Linked DNA regions of Anas platyrhynchos: region 2 is linked to region 1. The links are chromatin contacts, called in public Hi-C maps. All regions are on one chromosome and are shown on one strand. Each heading gives the region's core, a stretch centred on a gene start, on an enhancer-like site or on the middle of the called end of the contact. The rest is flanking DNA. Distances are from core to core; before and after follow the strand shown.

The links. Hi-C and Micro-C count contacts between places; a contact is called where the count stands out from the background.
Region 2: a contact with region 1 is called in a Hi-C map of subcutaneous adipose tissue, with 1.7 times the contacts expected there. The contact joins two enhancer-like sites. A contact is called at or near these places in 3 of 8 Hi-C or Micro-C datasets (F5 follicle, skeletal muscle and subcutaneous adipose tissue).

The regions. Positions count from the first base shown.
Region 1 is chr2:18,195,006-18,200,098 of IASCAAS_PekinDuck_T2T, forward strand. No RefSeq gene overlaps it. Among named protein-coding and RNA genes, the nearest start is that of SYBU, 9.3 kb to the right of the region's middle. Within about 2 kb of position 2,861, at least 4 of the 8 cell types and tissues checked have an H3K27ac peak or open chromatin away from gene starts, as enhancers often do. A contact at or near this core is called in F5 follicle and subcutaneous adipose tissue, where this site is marked.
Region 2 is chr2:18,246,666-18,251,758 of IASCAAS_PekinDuck_T2T, forward strand. SYBU (syntabulin) reads left to right here. Exons shown (of 7, transcript XM_027452617.3): 7 at 1-1,492. The coding sequence ends at 487. It overlaps EBAG9 (estrogen receptor binding site associated antigen 9), which reads right to left. Exons shown (of 6, transcript XM_038174423.2): 6 at 4,788-5,093. Among named protein-coding and RNA genes, the nearest start is that of EBAG9, 21 kb to the right of the region's middle. Within about 2 kb of position 2,301, at least 4 of the 8 cell types and tissues checked have an H3K27ac peak or open chromatin away from gene starts, as enhancers often do. A contact at or near this core is called in F5 follicle and subcutaneous adipose tissue, where this site is marked.

The DNA of each region.
Region 1 (5,093 bases), core at 1,611-4,110:
TAACTAAAATCAGTTTTCTCTTACAGCTTGAAAATAGGATCAGTGATAAAATAACAAAATAATGTTGATAAGGCATGACTACAAGCTTGAATTCTGCATAGCAGTTATTACTGATAGTGATAACACAACCCACTTTAAAAGCTGGAACTTCACCTTGTATTCTTCATATACACGTTCCTGATTTACTATATGCCACAACAGTAAGAAATTCTACATAAACTGGGAAACGATAAAAAAGGGAGCCCTGAAAATGAACTGAATGATTTGCTAGGTGATGCAAAAAATTACCCAAATCCAGTTAACTTTTGGTGGAATTAGACTGGGTTGGCTAAGTGCCTTGTGTGTAATGTTAACTGATGATAGACTGTGAAGAACAAGTTTAGTGAGGTACAATGGAAAGATACATTCCAGTATACAATAGTGGGGGCTACATATAAACCAATATACACACTTCGGAAGAATATAGATATAAAACCCTTGAGATATTTGTACTGCTGTTGAAGCATTGCTAACATTGAATATTTGTGAAGATTGCCAGTTGGCAAAACAAATTGAATATTTGTGAAGATTGCCAGTTGGCAAAAACAAAAGGTTCTTTAAAGAAAAAGTCTAACTCAGCTCTGAAAGCAAAACTGTTGGTAGAGTGTTCTGACAAACTGTAAAGATAAAATCCCCCATGTTATCAGACTCTGTATCCTCCAGTCATGGCCAGTTTCATCTGCTGCAGTGGAGAAGGGAGTTTCTCGCAGGAGGTTGAGGTCAGGTTACGGAAAATGAATGTTTGAAAAAGCACTGGAATATCTGATGAGAAATTGCACCAAGGGCCCTGAGCCAGGAGGCTGTGATCCTAGATCAGTTGTCAGCCTCATTTTTCTTAGACAAGCCTACAAAGCTTAGTGTCTTTTGGCAAGAGAATATCAGGAGCTCCTGTTTTTGACACATGTACACCACAGCTGATGTTTCAAGTACATATAACCTCACCACTTCAGAGGTGTCCATAGAAATCCATTTACATTTATAAATGTTATAACGTACTTGGCATGAAGTAAGCATTAATCCCATTTTTCGATGCTTTGCTGCAAATAGAAGATGCATTACACCATAGCTTTTCTAAATGAAAAGTAGAAAATGTGCCTGTATCTTACACTGGATCAGAGGAGCCGAAGAAAATTTAAAACATAATGAAAATGAAATTCTGAAATAAAAGCAGGGTCTCTAAATATTACTGAGTAGGATTAGGAAGCGTATTTGATATTCACTTCTATTTTTTCCTCATAAAAAAACAAGCCCCTGAAACTGTATTGATTAGATATTTAGGTATTTAGATAGATCTACTGTGTGTATTAGATATTTGCAGAGTATGGTTTAATGTTTGGTGTGTTGTTTTTTTTAAACACACGATCACCAACTTTCTTCATGGATGTACCATTTAAAAACAATGGTGATAGGAATATGCAAGTCCTTTCTTCTTATTTGGGCTTACTTTTACAGAGAAACTAATATAATGGGTTGGCATAGTTTGTGGTATTTGCTTACAGTAGGTTTCAGCAGGCTGTATTTCATTTTGTCACAAGTTCTCTCTAGAGTTTAGTTTAGAAGTATGTTTCTTTTAACTCTACTGATACCATAAAAAATGGTATCACTGGGTATTATTTGGGTATTGTTTATGCAGATTTTTTAAAGTCATCTTCCAGTAGTGATGTAATTTTAATTCTGGACTGAGGCCAGATCCTGCAGAGTTGCCAGTGCATAACTGCTGATGAACTTGATGGCAGTCCTTCTTGCATCAGCCTCACAGATTTATGGGCTCACGTGTTGACATGGGTTAAATGTGCATTTCTTGAGAAGACAAGACTAATGCATCCAGTGGGTTGAGTGGGTGCTTTTTACTGCTATAAGCTCTTAATTCAAGGCGACAGTAAGCAACAATGATAGTCTCTCATGCTGATTTATAAAATAGCGATATTAAATATAGCCAAGAAAATGACAAAGATTGACAGGCATAAGGAGTAAGAAAAAAAGAATCTATCAGTTACTACACTTTAATGCATTTAATACACTTTTACAAAGGAAAAAATGACAGTTTTGAAACTAAGAGGTTGACTCTGCATTGATTCTCCCCCAAACCAGTTAGAAGGCTCAGTGATTGAGGTCTAGATGAACATAGCAAACTACAAGAATATCAAGAAAACAAATGTAGAAAATAGGTAGCTTTAATAACAGATGTTATTACTAATGAGGATTTTAAAGCTTCTGATATTCCCATCACCAATGGGTGCACAAAGATTGGATTTATGAGTTACTCCTAGGATCGAGAATTCCCCTGTAGATGATTTTCAAAGATTAGCCTGGCAGGCACTGAAGGGCAAGGCCTTTCAGCTGTTCTGGTCATTATGGATATATGGGGACCACAAGACTGAATTATATTTCGGACTTACTTGGCCTTACCCATTAGTCTTTCCTGAAGTGAGACAGGCCTTGCACCTGCTCTGCACTGCAGCTGGAGATGCTGGAAGCCAGCTCTGCCAGCTGTGCCCAGGGGCACTGCACCCCTGGAGGGAGCCTATCCTGTCACCATGGGAGTACCCACAGGGAACAGGACATTAAATCAGCTCAGACAGGCTTCCTGTTTGTCCCCATCCCCTACACAGATCCCTTCCCTGCCACTTTGTGTAACAAACCTTACAAGGCAGCTTATTTGTTTTTTGCAAGTGAAAGCAAAACAGGACCAGGATCTGCTTCACACTGCTTGTTTTAATACAGGGCATTTAGGGCCTGTAATCCAAGGGGACTCTGAGGCAATCCCCAGTCCACTGGAGCTTGCTGGCCGTGTGCCTCCAGCGAGTTCAGAACAACACCACATGAGCCAAGGCAGATCTCAGCAGGAGTTTTGCCATCACACTGGGCTGTAGCCTGGGGCCTCGTCCAGAGCAGGGCAACATCTGTGAAGCAGCTGAGTGTGAGCAAAGAGGTGAGCAAGCTTGGTGCAGTCTTTCAATATCACGCACAATATAAATTCATGGCTCAAACTGGATCAATTTTTCAACTAAATAACCAGACCATAAATCAACAATGTATGTGACATGGTTGATCATTCACGATCAGTAGGAAATATTTTCTTGCTTATCTTCTCTACTTTTAGAGAAAATGCAAGTATGATCACAAACTAATAACATAAAATGATCAAATTAAATGCTAAATGAAGATTAAAAATCTCATTTTCTCTTCTTGGTATTTACAAACCACAGTAAGAGTCTGGCAGTCCTACAAACACACAGCTTTTCCTGGAAGTGGAGAGCTGTACTTCTTCCCTTTGCATATTTATTCAGGGTTCTCAGAAACTTTCTAAGCCTTTGTATCAAAGCAGTTTCACTGCTGTTTACTGACAGTTATGCAAAATATAGTACCAGTAGTTCTATAGTACCATAGAAAGTGGATAACTAAATAAAAACGTGGCATTTGCTTTAGAAGTGTCCCAAATAGCACAATTATTCTATTGACAGGAAGTGTGAGGATCGTAACAACCACTCATTCATATTGGGGATGTTATCAACCAGAAATGCATCTGGCAAGAACCATGCACCCAAACAAACCACAAACACTCTTCTCCAAAATCTTTTCTCCAGTGATTTAAAATCTGCCAACGAATACAACAATCTGCTTAATAGCTTGAAGAATTTACAGTCTCACAGATGGCCTCACAGCAATCTTTATTACGTTGAAGGCATTGAGCTTTATCATTTACTCCCATTAATACTATCATCTGTTGTTAATACTGAAGTAGTATTTCAAGGCCCTGCTCAAGACCACATTGCAGTAGATACTGGAAAAATTAGACCAAAAGGCCTTGTCCGTGCTTGCAGGCATAGCTCAGACTCTAATCCCGCTCTGAGAGTACCTCTGAGCAGGTCAGTGTTGGGCAAGTATCTAGCCAAGAACACCAATAAAAACAGAGGAAGAAGCGCAGAATAACTATGGTACTGTGAACTTGTTGGAAGAAAGGTCAGGCTTAGAAGGATAAGACTAAGATATATCATCAGCTGAATAAAGAGCTCATCGTGTTTCTGGTTCCTCTTTGGTGCTATTGATGTTTTCATGAACATAAATATGCATATATAAATTTCTAGTTGTTCAACACAGGACCTCAGTACTGAACAAATTCATTTATATCCTTAATTTTATTATTAAAGTAACCCCAGAAGGACTAATCCAGTACTTAACATGATAGCTAGGATAAAAGAATTTGTGAGATTCTTACTTCTTAAAATTTGGAGAGGGGAAGTATTGTTCATGTTTTTGTCATTTAAAAGGACATTATCAAGATAAAAGGCCTCAGTTTTAACAATTTTTCATTACCGTTACATGTGAAATGTGGTAAAAATCCAATTCAGTTATCCTGAGCTCAAATTATATGCTCTGCTAACACGATTTCAGCTCTTTCCTTAAGTTTAACAGAAACAGACATTGATAGCTGTATACCATTTATGCTGTTTTTCCTTATGTCAGTGACAGTTCAGATGGATTTGTACTCCATACAGTGAGCATGGGAAATCATATTATTTTGTCCAGCAATGTCTTGGATCACATCTGCACCCTAGATAGGCTTTTCTCCATTTCCTTCCAGGCTGCCCGCAGGGACTTTGTGCTGATCGTTACCTCCTATATATGCTGATACCTTGGCTACAGCACGTGCAACACTCAAAGGAGCCTGTGGGGAACTCCTAGACCTCATCTCTTTCTCTGCCATGATGGCCTCTCATTTTGCCTTTTGATCCTGTGCAAGCGTTCTGATAAATTGATGAAATTTGTCCTAGCTCAAACATTACATTTTGCCAGAAGCATGTGGCAATTGGCAAGGCATTAAGTTTGATTCAAAGCAGAGAGCTCATACGAACCATATTAGATTCCAGGTCACTGAGAGCTTATCCTCTTAACCGTATTGAATGTCATCAACCAATTTCATACTCACCTAAAGACCTTTCTCTGCAAGAGTGTGCTTCAGTTCCTGGGAAACTTTTTGATATACAGGTATCACTGCATGCTTTGTCTTTCCCACAGCGAAGAGCATTTGAAATCAGACTCCTCTCTACCCA
Region 2 (5,093 bases), core at 1,051-3,550, 51 kb after region 1:
GTGGTTCATTCAAAATGTCTTCATATCTCAAGATTCCTCCCCTAGACCACCTTCCTCACCGAAGGAACTGAGTGAGTTTTCTTCTGGAATCTACGATCTGGATTCTGGTATGGTAATGGACTTAACTCCAAACAGTCCGAACTCTGCCAAATTTTTGCCTTCTGTGGAGTCTCCACACAGAAACGTGGATTGTGAAGTTAATGATAACCGGGTCATGAAAGAACTGGATTTTACAGAGCCACATGATGAAGAGTTTGGGTATGTGAATACTTGCTCTCAGACAGGAATAACGAAGAAGCACTGGAACAGCAGCCTCCTGGTAGATATCCTGGCGGTAGCAGCCCCCGTCGTGCCCACTGTCATGTGGGCCTTCAGCACACAGAGAGGAGGAGTAGACCCCATGTACAATATCGGAACACTGCTGCGTGGGTGCTGCCTGGTGGCTCTGCACTCACTGCGTCGTACACCCTTCAACATCAAAATCTAATTTCTGCTCAGTCACGGGGCACCAGGGGCTGAGGCATTTGGGGAGGAGGGGGGGGGAATGAGGGGTGATAAGAGAGATACTGTATGTTCTGGCAGACTACATTGTTTTGCTCTTGACTATTTGATTTGCACTATAACTTGGTTCGAAAACATGTTCTTTGTTCCAAAATGACAAAGCTGAACCCTGCAGTTTCACAAAATGTTGGTAACTGGCGTAGCACTGTATTGCTGCCTGCAGAAATAGTCCTCCTGCGCCCAGTCACCGGGTCCCTGCCCTCTGCTGGCATCTTTCTTGTGTCAGTGCACCTGCCCAGTGAACAGGATCAGGGGCAGCGAGCAGAATTACAGCTAGCACCGTTTCGGGTTCGCTTGCTGAGTTAGTTTAAGCTCAGTTTCCCTGCCTGATTCATTGAGCAAACGCACAAACATTGTGCACTGGCTGAAGGGCAGCATGTGATGCATCTGGGAACAAATGGCAAGAGGAAGGTGGGGTATTTCTCCAGGCAGCACTAACCTAAAGCATTTGTGAAACTGTAGCGTTAAGTAAGATGAAGGCTCGTTTCCCCTAAGTGTATCACACCTGTACTCTAGAAAGCATGCTAGCGCTTTCCATTTGTTGTCTGAAACGTCAATTCAATTAAAAAAAAACAATCCATATTTCCCAGGCAGCTTCTAGCACATCGTTCATGCCTGTCTTGTGTAGTGGTCTTCCAAATCCTGCAGTTGCTCGAGCATTCCACTAGCCTTGTACGTATGAGGGGACTGTAACCAAAAATGGTAAGTGGGGGGGAGTCTTGAAACGTGTTACAATGGTAAATATAGGGGTGGATACACTCTGAATATTAATGTTGTTTTAAAGTCTTAATGTATTGGAACCTGATAGTCTTTCGAGCCATGTGAAATACCATCTATAAATGTATCGTGTTTTAACTTATTGTTTATTTAATAGCTTTATTATAAATTACCTTTATAATCACAATTTCATTAAAGCATGTTAGAAAATTTACCACTGTACGAGTGTCTTATTGTGGCAAAGCTGTTAAAAATGCTCCGTTTCAGATGAGGTATCACATACATAGCCAAAGGAGGCTCCATGTGAGGGCATAAGGAACCATCGGGACCCTGAGAAGAGAGTTAGGGTGAGGAACAACTAATCACAGCTCCAAGAGGAAGCGCTCCGCAGGAGGAGGCTCCGCTTGGTCTGTGGCCGCACCCACGCTGTACTAACAGAAACAGGTAGCCTTATTTTTACCCCACCATTCCTAAATGTCTCCTGTTTGAATGAAAAAAACATAATGGAGAATGCCTAATTCCTATTTTAAAATGTCTGTTCAAGTCAAATGGACTGAATTCTTAGCCCCAGTGTTAATGTCTTTATTACAATTCTGGGTTGCTCTGTTACATCTGCTGTTGTTTAAGTGCTCTTCACTTTGAGTGGTGGGGAAATGCAGCATAGCTTAGAGCAGAAAGTGATCTCCAGTTCCAGGAGAGACATTCACCTGTGACTACCCAGGTTTCTTCTGTAGCAAGCAGGAAACAAAGCAGCACAAACCTCCCCATGCTTAAGTTTAAAATTTCAACAGGCTCAAGTCACTTCACACCCTGTTTTGGGCAGGCTCCACGTAGCAGCAGTGGTTGTAAACAGGTTGTTTAAAAGGTAGGAGGCACGAACATTAGAATAATGGCAAAGTTGCTTCCTGCCCTTAAAAAATCTTCGCTCAGCTCTCAGGAGCCATTCAGCTATGCTCAGCGAGGAGCTGCAGAGCTCCCATCACCTACCCAAAGAAAATCCTTGCTGTGATCTCTACCCAAAATTCAGCTCACTTCTGCCTTCTGCTGTACTGCCAGGAGATGGACAGCTCGCGGTGCTTGTGTAAGAGGCCTGAAGTACCAAGATAAGTGCTGTAATCCCAGACTGGGGAAATGGCCATTGTTACCCTATCCACAGAGGACACAGCAGCTGAGCTGCAGACATGCCATCTTCATTTGCTTTTAATGCCTCTAATACTCAGCTTTGATCTTTGACACGTCTCAGCTGCATTCCCCTGGTGCTGCACGGAGCAGCTAGGAGGACCATCAGCCTGCAGAAAGCTCACTGCAAAGTCCTGTTTTTCTCCTAATTTAGAAATAATTCATGTCCATACCAGTAGAGCACTAGAGATCTTTGCCTCAAATCACGCAGCTGGGGAGGACGAGCAGCTCACCAGCAAGGGGTGAAGCAGCAGGGGGCTTCCAGGATAGCACGGGAATGACAGATCCTTCCCAGGCCGCAGGGACAGCTGCTGATAACCCCATCACACACTTCTCTTCCTAACCCCACTTTCTTTAGTGCTCAGCCAAGAGGCACCTGCCCTACCACAAGCTGCACTCTCACCGTGCCCGCACTCACGAGGCTGATTTAGCTCCTGACCACTCAGTTGTTTCTTTCCTCCGCCCCAGCAGCTACCTCTTCCACATCCCAGACTGCAGCCACACACTCAAACAAAAGTCCTGCTTTAGTTGCGTCGTGTCCTACATGAGGAGACCAAATGAGTATTTTGTTCCAAAACCCTTCAGACAAATGAACACGTGGCATTTCAGATACGAACACTGCAGCAGAGCCAAGGACAGGAGGATTTTCCAGCCCTCCCAGCAGGCCGGTCCTCCAGAGTCAGCAGTAACAAGGAAGGTTTGGCTCCCAGCGAAGGGAAAATAAAGGGCACAGCCAGGAGGCTGCGTGGAGAGGAAGGAGGACCTGCAGCAGCAGGAGGGAAAGAAACCGAGCACATCCTGAGGGTGTCTCAGCTCCGTATTGGGAGGTGTAAGAAAGTTAGGACACAGAGGGCCTCGCTTCACCAGTGTGGTTAAAAGTACAGACACCTATTTTTATTAAATCTTATTCCCAGCCATTCCCTTATCTCCCATTCACCTCACCAGTCAGGTACTTTACCAGTGTTCCCTCTAAGATTTACTTGCCACGCAGTTGTACAGTCTGCAGAGCATATAGCCATCTGTTCTGCTCCAGCCAGAGCCCTTGTACAGAAAAAATAAGGATGAAAGTGAATATTGTTGCCTTCTAAAATGCATTTTGAAATTGAACAGTTCTCAAGGACATCATATTTGAGATTTCTATCAAATCAGTCAACTTGTGCAAGACTTTAAGGAACACAACAAGCAGAACAAACATTTTTGCTAAGAACTTTCCAGTCACTAAGACCTTGCTATCTTAATTATCTTTCAAGCAAAACCCGTGTCAGAACCTGCAACTTAGTTAGAAATTTTGTTTTTCTGGGCACACCATAGGCAAGCTCCCACCCAGCCCCACTCTTTCGCAACTTTATAGTTCCCTGTATGCATGGGGAACAAGTCTCAGGCACAGAAGTGAAAATTCACTTACCTGTGAATTTTCACAGGTGAATTACAAGATACAAACCCACACCATTGAATCATGGCTCCAGAGATAACAGTGTAGTTTGGTTTGGGTTGGAAGGGACCTTAAAGCCCATCCAGTCCCACCCCCCTGCCATGGGCAGGGACACCTCCCACCAGCCCAGGTTGCCCAAAGCCCCATCCAGCCTGGCCTTGAGCACCTCCAGGGATGGGGCATCCACAGCTTCTCTGGGCAGCCTGTGCCAGTGCCACCTACCACTGAAGTCTACCTCTACATAAAGGGAATCCAAGGAGTGCTGGTAACTGAACTGAGAATTTCCAAACTAACTTTATTAAGACTTTTTTTTTCCCCAACTATACTACCTATGCAATGACTAGGAGACGTCAGGATTTTTTTCCTAACTGTAGGAAGTAACAATTTTGTATTGGTAATACGTATTTCTTGCACAAGAAACAATTAAATCACTCCCCTGCACTCAGGGAGCAGAACATGCCCCTGTTGTGCAGCGATACCACTGCCTGTAGCCACCACAGTGTTGTAAATGGGTGCGGTAACACAGGAAGCTGCAAGTGCCGAAGTGATGAGAAACCCAGCGAAGCATTCAGCTGTAACCTCTCCTCTACCACAGCACACCAGGAGTACACGTAGAGCCGCAGGTCACCCATAACAGGTCATCATCTTCTGCATGATGTTGTGCTGGGTCTGGCTGGGATGGAGCTAACTTTCCCTGCAGCAGCCCATGCAGTGCTGTGCTCTGCACGTGTAGCTAGAACAGCAGTGGTATCACACCAGGGTTGTGTCTGCTGCTGCACAATACTGGCACCGCATCAGGACTCCCTCCAAAATCTCTCCAGCATAAAACTGAGGTATTTATATATACTTTTATAAAAGGCAAAAGCAGACATTTTGGTATCAAGTAGGAAGCAAAGGGTTATTTAAAACTGTTTAATTACATGTTTCAGGTAAGCACAGACAATACAGTAGGTTCCCCACCACTGAATATTTACATTCTTTTCTCTAGGCTTGAGCTGTTCATTAGGAGTCTCTCTCAATCAACATCCTTGCTCAATCAATTTTGCTGCAAAGAAGGGTATTAGAATAGAACTATTGTAGGAAACTTCATTTCACCAAGGCATGACTTTGTGTGTGTGTTTTGTTTTTTGTGATTTTGTTTTCCTCCTTAAAGAATCATCTACTAGCAGTTCAAGATACTTTGGGAGAATTCTGGCTTCCAAGA